Regions from separate parts of the Mus musculus genome. Here region 2 is linked to region 1. Evidence: chromatin contacts called from public Hi-C data. All regions are on one chromosome and are shown on one strand. The core of a region is the stretch at or near the end of the contact, and the rest is flanking DNA. Distances in the headings are between cores, read along the strand shown.

The links. Hi-C and Micro-C count contacts between places; a contact is called where the count stands out from the background.
Region 2: a Hi-C map of uterus shows a contact between it and region 1, with 2.5 times the contacts expected there. The contact joins two enhancer-like sites. A contact is called at or near these places in 1 of 15 datasets of contacts at CTCF or cohesin (pro-B cells), 7 of 484 Hi-C or Micro-C datasets (the G1E-ER4 cell line, cerebral cortex, differentiating embryonic stem cells and 3 more) and 2 of 115 datasets of contacts at active chromatin or transcription factors (embryonic stem cells and pancreatic cancer cells).

Annotation. Positions count from the first base shown.
Region 1 is chr3:100,701,427-100,707,200 of GRCm38.p6, forward strand. No RefSeq gene overlaps it. Among named protein-coding and RNA genes, the nearest start is that of Gm43464, 12 kb to the left of the region's middle. Within about 2 kb of position 1,860, at least 62 of the 459 cell types and tissues checked have an H3K27ac peak or open chromatin away from gene starts, as enhancers often do. A contact at or near this core is called in uterus, where this site is marked.
Region 2 is chr3:100,766,413-100,772,101 of GRCm38.p6, forward strand. No RefSeq gene overlaps it. Among named protein-coding and RNA genes, the nearest start is that of Gm40107, 48 kb to the right of the region's middle. Within about 2 kb of position 1,924, at least 48 of the 459 cell types and tissues checked have an H3K27ac peak or open chromatin away from gene starts, as enhancers often do. A contact at or near this core is called in uterus, where this site is marked.

The DNA of each region.
Region 1 (5,774 bases), core at 610-3,109:
ATGCGTTTGACTCCCCAAATCACATAAAACTAAGCATGGTAGTGTGTAAATGTAATCCCAGCACTCAGGAAGCAGAGGCAGAACAAAGTGCAAGGTCAACTTTGGCTACACAGAGAGCTCAAGGCCAGTCTATACCACAGGACCATGGGTCTCAAATCAGGGTTGGGGCAGTTAAGTTTATGGAAGCATTTCTAGTCTTTGATTCAACTGCATCATCATCAATCATCATCGTCGTCGTCACCATCACCATCATCATCCTCATCCTCATGGATGATGCCAGGAATTCTTCATTTTCTCTGTTAACAAGACCTTTTTATCTCTATGTCACATTCAGACATGGAGTTTGTCTTGTTTTTACATCTCCACATTCCCTACTCTAAGTTACCCATAGATTAGAATCTGGGATGGAACCTGGTCACATAACGAACCCTACAGTGCTTCATTAGAAACATACAACTGCCAATGATAGCACCACCCATCTTAAACCTTTCTGGAGGCCTCTGAGGAGAAGTTAGTTTTCAGGCTTAGGTGACAAGTACCACCAACCACAGGCAGCACTCTACTCTTAGTAGCTGCCAAAGGTGGAATGGGCACCTTGGTTTTCTGACCACTGACAGTCATAAGCTCTAACATCTGGGATGGAGGAATTACCCATGAGACTGTCCATAAATGAACAACAATACAAAGAACCAAGACTTACATTTAATAATTGGCAGTAATGGTTTCATGAACGTCTTATACCACACTACCAACTGTCAAGAGTAACCACTTGAGGCCACACAGTCCCAGCTTTAAATATTAAGCTCTAGCCGGGAGTGGTGGCACACGCCTTTAATCCCAGCACTTGGGAGGCAGAGGCAGGCAGACTTCTGAGTTCGAGGCCAGCCTGGTCTACAAAGTGAGTTCCAGGACAGCCAGGGCTATACAGAGAAACCCTGTCTCAGAAACAAAAACAAAAACAAACAAACAAAAAAGTTGAGCTCTGCTGCCAACTTTTTGTATGAACACAATCTTAATATCTTAATATATCTGTGCCTCAGTTTCCTCCTGGGAATCACTAGACATAGTTGATCCTACTTCCTAGGGTTATAAGGACCAATGAACAGTTAAAACCTATATAGCTCAAAGACACAGCCTGGGACAAGTATCAATATACTGATATTATTAGGAGAGATTTGTGTCAACAACACACACCTAAATCTTACTCTGCATCATAAACACACACACACACACACACACACACACACACACACACACACACACACACAAACTCTACATGTTACTCTAAATGCTCTCTAACCCAGTCAAAGCTGCCCTTCCACTCATGATGGGGGCCAAGAAAAAGGAACAACGGTGAAGAGTCTTTACATTCCATCTCTTTTAGAAAACCTCTAATTATAGAAATGAACACAGTCATCCCGGAGCCCCTTATTACTACTCTGTGAAACATGGGAGAGCCTTAGCAGCACAATACTTCAAGTAAACTCATGCTAGGTCTAACTTACCCAGAGAGAGGAAATGGCCCCTCCTGAGAGCTCACGAGGTACTCTGCCGCTGGTGCCTTGATTAGAATGCTCTAATGGGCAGCAAATTCCTTGCAGATCTCCAGAGGCCCCTCGATCTTTCCTACCCCTGAGCCTCTGCAAGCCCTTCCTGCCTGCAAGACCTACCTCCCCACACGCTCTATGTGGTGATGCTCAATTGCCACAGCCTATCTACCTTCAGCCTTCCTTGCTAAACTGGCAGCCTTACGAGAACCAGGAGGGCTGTTTCCTTCACTGTGCCCTTAGAGCCTAGCAAAGTGAATGACACATAGCGGGCCCTCCAACAATATTTGGGACATGAAAATAGACAGCCCAGCTATTGATAGCTGAGGACTCTACCACTTCAAGCTGTTTAGCTTAGAACAGACCGAATAACTTCTCAGATCCTCAGCCGAAATAACTTCCTTTTATGTTCTTGAAATGACTAAAAGATAGAGCAATGAGAAAAGCAGCTGGCAGAATGCCCAGAACAAAGTTAACGTTAATAGTTAATAGGCGTTTTAAAAAGCAGTCGAGCCAAGCGCACCCAAGCCTTTCATTTCCCTAATTTTGTCCCTTTCTCATTTAATAAAAATAGATGTTACAGTCATAATTGTCAGTATCAAGACCCCAGAACACAGGAGAGACGGGATGAAAGGGCAGAGGATACTGTGCTGCAGCTCTCAGAGTCTGACATGTATTAGTACTGAGTCATAAATATTCATTAGACAACTTGTAGAGGCCAGGAGAAGTATATAGCAAAAACGCTCAGCTGGGAGCTTGCCTTCATGCCTGCTCCTCTGTACAGAGTTTAACTCTGCACAAAACCAACAATTGTAGAACTAAATTGAAGTAAAAGATGTATTTTAAAGCTAAGCTAAACCTGCGCACCAATTACTCATTCAAGAAACTGATTCAAAGATACCGGAGTCACCGGTCACATTTGAAAATTTCACGTTTGTTTGCCTTCACTGATAATCGTTTGTATTTGTTTAGAATTAAGTATATATACCTAGCAGTTAACTTTGGCTCTCACCTATGCTTCTTACAACCTGGTTGTTTCCACTTCAGAAACGAGAAGACTTGGGATTGCCATTGAAACAATGGAGGGACTAGACTTAGTAGGAAGTCAGACTATCTGACTAGCTTGGACTCATCTCTCTGATGTTTTGAGTCTGGCTTGGGAGGCTAAGATTCCCCGTCACTAGTTTTTTTGGTTTGTTTATTTGTTGTTTGTTTTTTGGGTTGTTTGTTTGTTTTATTTTTTGGTTTTTTTCGAGACAGGGTTTCTGGCTGTCCTGGGACTCACTCTGTAGACCTGGCTGGCCTCGAATTCAGAAATTCGCCTGCCTCTGCCTCCCAAGTGCTGGGATAAAAGGCGTGCGCCACCACTCCCGGCTTGGTCCCTAGTTAAGCTATAAACCAGAGGAATCCGGAGGAGAGGGAGAGGGCCTGCTGGGTCACGTGACGTCAGGCTTGCAGGTCTCAGACTCTCAGCACGGGTGGGAGGGCACGCCCGTCTCCGCTCATTTAGGCATGCAGGTGCCAGCAAGTTTCCTCACTGAGAGAAACAGCAGATCCAAGAGGCTACTAAATAACAGAACAAGCTTACAGGAAAAGGGCCAGAACATACTAAGAGGCACCGGTGTCAGGGCTAGAGGATGTGTTCGCCTTGGTAGTCGCCCTTGCTCCACTGCGGTGCACATTCTCCTATGGACTGGCAGCCTTCTTGTCTCTCCTCTGAGGTGGAAAGGTGGGCTTGGGAAAGCAGACAAACGACCATTACATTACAGAAAATTCCAGCAGCCAAGATAACCCAAACATCGTCAACAATCCCCCTTCCTCTGACCTCACCTAAAACATGTTTGAAAGGGTACTCTTATATGTAATGACAAAATTATAATTTATAAAGCCTTATGTATATTTTAAAGATGCGTTGTTAACGGAAGATAATGAGGCCTATTCCCTAAATACCAAGCATTTACCCTCCTGCCTCCACACAACCACTACCTTCATAGGAAGATGAAAGAAGAAAAGAAGAGCCATTTCATCCCCCCCCCCCCCAAAGAACTCTGCAAACGACATTTTGTAACGATTGTGCATGTGAAATGTTTGTTAAGAAAAGCCACGTCTCTCTCAGACCGAACATTTCCTTGGTTCTGTTTCCTAGAATGATCAGGGAGAAACTGCATGAGCGATCAACGCTCTTCCCGTTTTTTATTTGTCGGTATGAGGTTAACAGAGGAAAGCATCTGCCTTTCAAGGCAATTGCATTTGTGTGGCAAGGGGGGGGGGGGGCAGAGAGGTGGTGTCTGAGGCTGTCAGTCCCCAGCTGGCCTCAGAGAAGTCACTGAAGCAGTGAGCTGTGGCCAAGACCTTTTCCTGATTTAGCTGTTAGTCCGGAGAGAAAACCCACACAAGACAAGACAGGCCCCACAGAAAAGGCACTAGCAACAGATTTTGCTAGGGAAGGGAATGGTGGGGGTGGGAACGGGGGTGCAGACGCTGAGGATTTTAATCACATCTCTTCAAAGAATTGCACAGCGGCAAAGTAAGCAAGAAGAAATTGATATTTCTAAATCTAAGAGACAGGAGACGCCTGTCCCTCACTCTCTCTCCTACACGCATGCCCACCTTCCTCCAACACCCAGCTATTTCTGCCCTAGATTTTGCTTTCATTCTGGAGAACTCGTTTCTTATGCCAGGTGTATAAATACAGTTATGAAACACTGCCTGCTTCTCCCGTCCCATAGAGAAGCTCTCTTCTGCTGAAACAAAAGAAAACCAGCATTGTTTTTGTTTCCCCTGCGGTTATATTAAAAGTAGTTGCTGAATTTTTGGTTCTCTAAATTGTTGAATGCAGTAGGTTTTTTTTTGGGGGGGGGGGTGTTGTTTCCCTTTGTTTTGCTATGGTTTTTGTTGGGTTTTGTTTTGCTTTTTGAGTCTTCATAAAAAAACCAATGTCATCTAGCCAAGATGAAGCCTTTAATGAAGGAAATCCTGACAAGTCTTAAGTGGTTAAAGATAACTGAGTGCCTGGTTTGACCCTATTTGAAATTCTCTTCTACCCACTAAGTACAGATAAATCTTTATGGAATGACCTACTAACTGTCTGATGTTGGAAACGAGCGTTCGGTTTTGTTTCAGCTATAAAATAAGGTCACTCTGCTTTTGGTTTAAGAAAAAAAAAAACCCAAACCTGATGTAGCTGCTTTGATAATTAAAACTTACAGAGTCATGGCGAGATGACATATTTAAACCTCTAAAAGTTAATGCGAAGTGATAAAATTGCAAAAGGAAAAAGGATAAGGGTCCCCGACTACTGCTCATCAAATTAAATATTAGTCATTGGATATTTATATCACTTTGAAGTAAAGAATTCCAAAAAGTTACTTGAAAACTTGAAATTCAAGTCATGAACCATGCCCTGGTTGACTTTGTTATATAAGGGAACCTACAGAGGGGGGCCACAGGCGGTGGGATGGGGTGGGGCACAGGATCATGTAAGTAAATACAAAACATAAACAGCTGATATTGACACCCAAGGAGCCAAGACTCAAAGCAAATAAAACTGACTTGGTCCTTAATGTGGGTGTTTCGTTTTGTTTAAGATAAGGTCTCAGGGAGTACATGGCGACCTTGGATTCCTAATCTGTCTGCCTCTACCTCCCAAGTGCCAAAGTGAGGGTTTCTATCTATAGACGGATCTGTTACCTACAAGCCAGAGCCCTCCATGAGACAGTTCTCTTTTGCTGAAATTAGAACAGAAGTTCCTGGCTTGAGGGAGCCGATCCCTCAAGAAGCAATGCCTACAAATAAAATCAAACAAATGCTTAGGCAAGATAATTAATCTCCTTGCATCTACATCTCCTCCCTTCTAGACTGGGACCAATGCTGGCAGGAAGTACTAGTGCTAATGGAGTGGCAAGATAGACAGCTGACATTGCAGGCATCAGCACATGCCATTTCTCTCCCTGTCCCCTATTCAACATCTGCCACCTTCCTCCCCTCATGCCCATCACTCAGTCTGGTCATACAGTGTGTCCTCATCTGTAATCCTCCTAGCAGGGGAGGTGCACACTGGCTACACCAGAGGCTGGATCTGCCTGGTCTATGAAGTGACATTGGTTCTTACCGTACACACAGCCATATGGTTGAGTCTTCACTCTCCTGTGTATTTAGTAGTGACATTCACATGTCTCTTGAGAGCCAAGTTTGGGACAAGCTAGGAACAGATCCTGCTGTTGTATG
Region 2 (5,689 bases), core at 674-3,173, 65 kb after region 1:
TGTACCAGCTGACCCGGTATGTCAAAATGCAGGTGCTTTGCTCATGAATCCTTGACTCTCACAAATATATATAAAAGTTATTTCTTCTTTAGAAGTTTGTTGCAAGTCATCACTGGCAAACTTGCCGGAAGTTACGGGTAAAGAGCAACCTTCTGACCTTCTTTTGGATGAGAGTCTGCAAATGAAGGGCTGAACTCCTAAGTGCCCACCCAGTTAGTCTTTCCTTTACCTCTGAGTGTTTAATCGACAGAATAGCATGGGCCTTGCTGTTTTGTTACACTGTGTGTCTCTACCCCATAGTTTCCAGCAGAGCACCACTAAACCCTACACATGGCTTTTAACTCTTTAAAGTGCACTTTCTTATGGAATAAAGATTGCATGACTTAGCATTTGAATGAATCAGACTTCTCTGGGCACCAACAGTAATCTTCCTTGTTGCTGATCTGACCTGGGAAACTCCACATACTGTCAGAGTCCTTCCCAACTTTCCTGGGAATTTCTTCCTTTTCAAATATCACCCCAGTTGCCTTTTCTTTTCTTATTCTTTTTAAAGTTAGTGTGTTTAGTTTAGCTAGAGTACTTCCCTGCATATGCTTCATTACACTGTTCCATGTACATCACCTCTGTCTTCCCTCCTCTGTCCTCCCCACTTTGGGCTCCCTTCCCCCACACCCAATAGTGTTTTCTTCTACTTTCATGCTTTCTGTCTCCCCTTCCTTTTCTCTAATGCCCCCCTTTAAACTTTCATTATCTACACACACACACACACACACACACACACACACACACACACACCCCGAGTGCAGAGGTAGATTGATCTAACTATAAAGCATAAATGTGCAGGAAAATGGTATTTCTCTCTGAGTATGACTTATTTCGCTCAGTATAATGATGTCAGTTGCATCTATTTCCCCAAGTGTCAGGGGTCCATTTTTCTTCACAGTTGAATGCTGTTCGATTGCTCATAGGGCCACACTTTTTTTTTTTTTTGTGGCTTTTGATCTCAGTTCCCTTAGCCACAACACAAGAGTCTGAACTCTAGGAAACTTTAGGGCAGTGGCTCTCAACCTTCCCAGTGCTGCAACCCTTTAATACAGTTCCTCATGTTGTGGTGACCCCCAACCATAAAGTTATTTTTGTTGCTACTTCATAGCTGTAATTTTGTGACTGTTATAGATTGTAATGTAAATGTCTGATATTTGACCCCAAGGGGCTCTCGACCCACACACAGGTTTAGAAACACTGCTTTAAGGCCTTTGAAATCCTTTTCAACTCGAAACTATTTGATTAAGATTAAGTCTATTATCAACTGAAAAGGCATTCATTCCTCAGGCTGCCATAGTGGTTTCTAATGCGATCTTTCTTCTTGAGTTCACCCCTCAGAGTCTACAGTCACATGGCTCCCTGGAGTGTTTTGCAGAGTGACATCTTAGCCCTTAGGATACTACTTCAAAAAAAAAAAAATCATTGATCTAGAACTACAGAATCTATCTCCCTAGGAATTCACAGTGCTATTTAAAACTCTTAGTACTTTTTTTTTGGGGGGGGGGGGAGTACGTGTGTAACTTTTTTTACTTCATGGTTTTACAAGTGATACATCTGGGACCAACTGTGTTAATAATTTCCCTACAGTCTGAATGGTAAATAGATGTCACGATGGTCCTGCTGTGAACGTACAATGATGCCATGTTTACTTATCCCCCTTCTTGGTGTCACTTACTGACCGAAAAGTGATCGTTAGGGTGAGATATTAGTATTAATTCCCACCCCAGTGTTGTCAACAGCTATAAAAGATTCCTTCCAGTTGACCAGAAGAGGGAAGCAGAGGACCTAAGATGGCACATGAAATCCCTAAAGTGAGTTTGGAATAAACACAGAAACACTGAGTCTGGAGGCTTCTCTTGGATTGTCCTTTGACAGAGCGATCCATACACAGTTCAAATGTCATCTCGGGAACAAGCCCCTCGCTGTTGTCAAAAGCAGGCACTTCAGACCGTTCATTATGCATTTGCCAGCTTCCGGAGGAAGTGGGAGCAGCAGGGGATTATCATAAAGGAGCTGACTGAGGCATCCAGGGAACCAAAAGCAGGTTAGAAAGGGAACAGGCCCGAGCCTATAGTAGCAGCTCCTTGAGCTGAGGCCTCAGCTCCCAGGGCTGGGGATTACAGATGTGCGCGCGCGCGCGCGCGCGCACACACACACACACACACACACACACACACACACACACACACAGCCAGCCTAAGTTGGTCTTCAGCAGGGATATTTTCCTCTTTGAGCTTGCTTTCATCTCCCATTCAGAGACTAGCAAGCAGGTAACGAATGCTAGGCACTGCACCTGGGTGCAGTTTCTATCTCTTCCTGTTCCCTAAACTAAAAAAACAAAAAAACAAACAAACAAACAAACAAAAAAACAAAAAACAAAAAAACCCTCTTATAAAGACTCATGCTGTGCGTATGTGTACACGTGTGTGTTTGAGTGTGTGTTCATGAGTTGTGTGTGTGTGCATGTGTGTGTGTGCTTTTGTGTGTGTGTTTGAAGGCCAGAAGAAAATGTTGACTAGTTACAGATAATTTTGCAAAGAGAAAGGGGTATAGGGAGGAGTAAGTGGGAAGGAGTGGAGAGAGAGAGAGAGAAGAAAGAGAGAGGGCTTTTAACCACTGAGCCACTCTCCAAGCTCCCATCCTCTCCCTTTCATTTATAAACAATCTCTTTCTCTTTCTCTGTCTCTCTCTGTCTCTGTCTCTCTGTCTCTGTCTCTCTTTCTCTTTCTCTCTCTCTCTCTCTCTCTCTCTCTCTCTCTCTCTCTCTCTCTCACACACACACACACACACACAAATAACCATACTAAACCCAAATCATACTAAATCAGGCCATGGCCCTGAACGTGCCTAGAGGAGCTTCAGCTGTTAGAATGTCGCTTTCCTCTGCTGACCACCCTAGGAATTTGCCGGTTATGCTCACAACAGCTGGCTACATTTTCTACCCTCAAGCAGAGTTCAGGCTCCAGGGTTGGGTTTCTATAGGAGGAGCTTTTCTTCTCATCAGACTATTTCGCAGATTCAAGTTTTCCTATAACCTTTCTTGGGCCAAGAATGCATGGTCCTTGTTCCCAGCTGACTGGAACACCTGTCAAGGTCCTAATTCTTTGCAATGACCTTAGTCATTGCCTCCTATACAATGTAGATTTCAAACCATGTGTATCTTACCTCCCCAAAGACAGAAAATGCTGAGTTTGAGCCATAGAGCCAGCAGGTCTGATACTCCTACCCCAAGTCCTTGCTTGCCACCCTCGTAGCTCCCGTTTCTTCCTTCGGAGGCCAGCTATTCTATTCGTTGTTCATATTGTATATCACCTATCATTTCTCCATCTTGACTGAGGCCAGAGGTGCCAAGTTGACAGAGGAACTCAAACAAAAAGAAATTGCATTGTTTTGGTTGGGTTTTTGCAAGGCTCGGGATCAGACCCAGAGAATCTTGTAGATGCCAGGCAAACACCACCACTGAACTACACCCCCAGCCCAAAATTTTAAATATGTTCAAACGATTATTCTTCATCTATAGTGATTGTAAGCAAAGTCTTACCCACTGAGAAGAATTGGTGTGTCATGTTGCATAATATTAACATTTTTCAGTCCCATTACTTTGCATACTGGGAATGAATATTTCTTAGTTATGACGCATGACTTATTTAATGTAGATTCAGTTTAATTCGTTTGTGATTCCAGATGAACAACTAAGATTGCTTTAAAATTTGACATACAATATGCTCTTTCTTTCTCTTTCTCTTTCTCTTTGGTCTGATTTTATATTAGAGCTATCTTAGCACTTACACACATGCAGGCAAAACACTCATACACATAAAAATAAATAAATAAATCTTTTATAAAGCTTGGATCTTGGACATGGTTTCAGTGCTGGCTGTCACATTGTCCTCATCAGCATGTCACCTGCTATCTGTATTGTTCGCTTTCTTCTTTTCTCAAATCAATGGGTGGTTCCACCTTTTTCTTCAATAAGTTAGCAAATGCAGAGCTATCAGGTTTTGTGCTTGCTGCTTGAACTCAGATGCACTGGGAAGGTTGCTGTCTGCTGGAGTGTTCTCTTTCCACATATTCTTCAGAGGGGATCCTCCTTGGTGCTCTGAGCTCCAACCTGTAGGGCACTGTCTCCCTTCACCCTCACATCTCTTTCTGCTTTAGTTTCACTACGCGTGGTCAACAACATACAGTGTCTGAAAAACGTTTTCACTTGCATTATTTTTGAAGTAGACTATGTCTGTGACCTTTATTTTATGTTGACATAATAACTATTTGGGAGTTTGCCCTCTACCTGAAAGTGAGTGGTTTATGTGTTTGTTTAATTTCCAGTTTTATTACTTTGTGAGATGAGAAAATGGCTCAAATAAATTTTTATGATTTGAAACTTATTGGGTTTATTTTTGTGTCCCATTTATGATCTTTTTTTTTCTCGTAGATGTTCTGCCAAAGCCTAAAATGATGGCATATTTTCTCTTTATAATGAAAAAAACAGCCTGTGATTTAGGTGGTTTGCTTCTGATGATTGTTATTTTAGCTGTTTATTTTATTTAAGCTGTCAAAGGTTGAGATATATACGCTTAAAAGTCTCCCATAAATATTGTGTTTCAAGCATTTTTTCTGGTGTTTCCAAAATGCTTTATTACAGTCGCATAGCTATTTCCAGCTGTTAGACATTTATCAGAGGTTGTAACTTTGTTCAGTATATAATGATTTCCTTTGACCCATTTCAAGCTTTTTTGTCATGAATTCTGTCTGTCTGAGGTAAACCAGCCCAGCTCTCTGTGTTGTCTGAAACAACAATGTAAGAGCTGATGGCAAGGCCGGGACTCTAATGGTTGCAGGACCCTTTCTTGATTGCAGAAAAGGAGAAAATGATAGTCCAAAGGCCAACTGAACATGAAGTGAGACAAAAAAGAACAGGTGTTGTAAACCATCCCCGCCCCCACAGGGTACCTGCCCTCCCCTGTGAATACCGGTTCTCCACCCCACCCCCATGGCGGTGTGTGAGGAAAGACACTACACTGGGGCCAGAAACCACACACCTGCCAACCAGCTTAGCAGTGTCCTGGCAGCAAATTTTCTCCCTTTGACTGTGTGAGGTTCACCATGAGCTGTGGAATTGACTCTTGGAGGCCCCTGGTGCTCACTGTATGCAGATTTAGCTGGCCAGGGTCCCAGGCCCACCTAAGGGAGAAGGGTGAGCCGGCAGGAAAGTCCTACTTCCTCTTTCTAAGAGTGGCTAACAGTGGATCATAAATCTGTGAAGGTTGCTTTGATGTGTCAGTCTGACTGGGCTGAGGAATGATAGAGAGCTGGTGAAAACATATTCTTGGCAGCGTCCATGAGCGTGTTTCTAGGAGACACTGAGTCAGGAGATGAGGGAAGAGCGTCTCCAGTCTTGCAATGTGCATCATCCAAGCCATCCAGTCCATGAGGGTTGAAGAGAACAAGGCAGAGAAAGGCCAATTTGGCTCTGCATTTGAATTTGGACATCCACCTTCTACCTTCAGACACCACGACTGCCATTCCCGGAATCTTCAGAAGCAGACATGATTTTTCTGTTGGTCTTAGACTAGAACTAAGGCCTGAGTTTACTTCAGCCACTATCTTGCAGACAGCAGATCGGGCTTCAGCTCCACCATTGCAT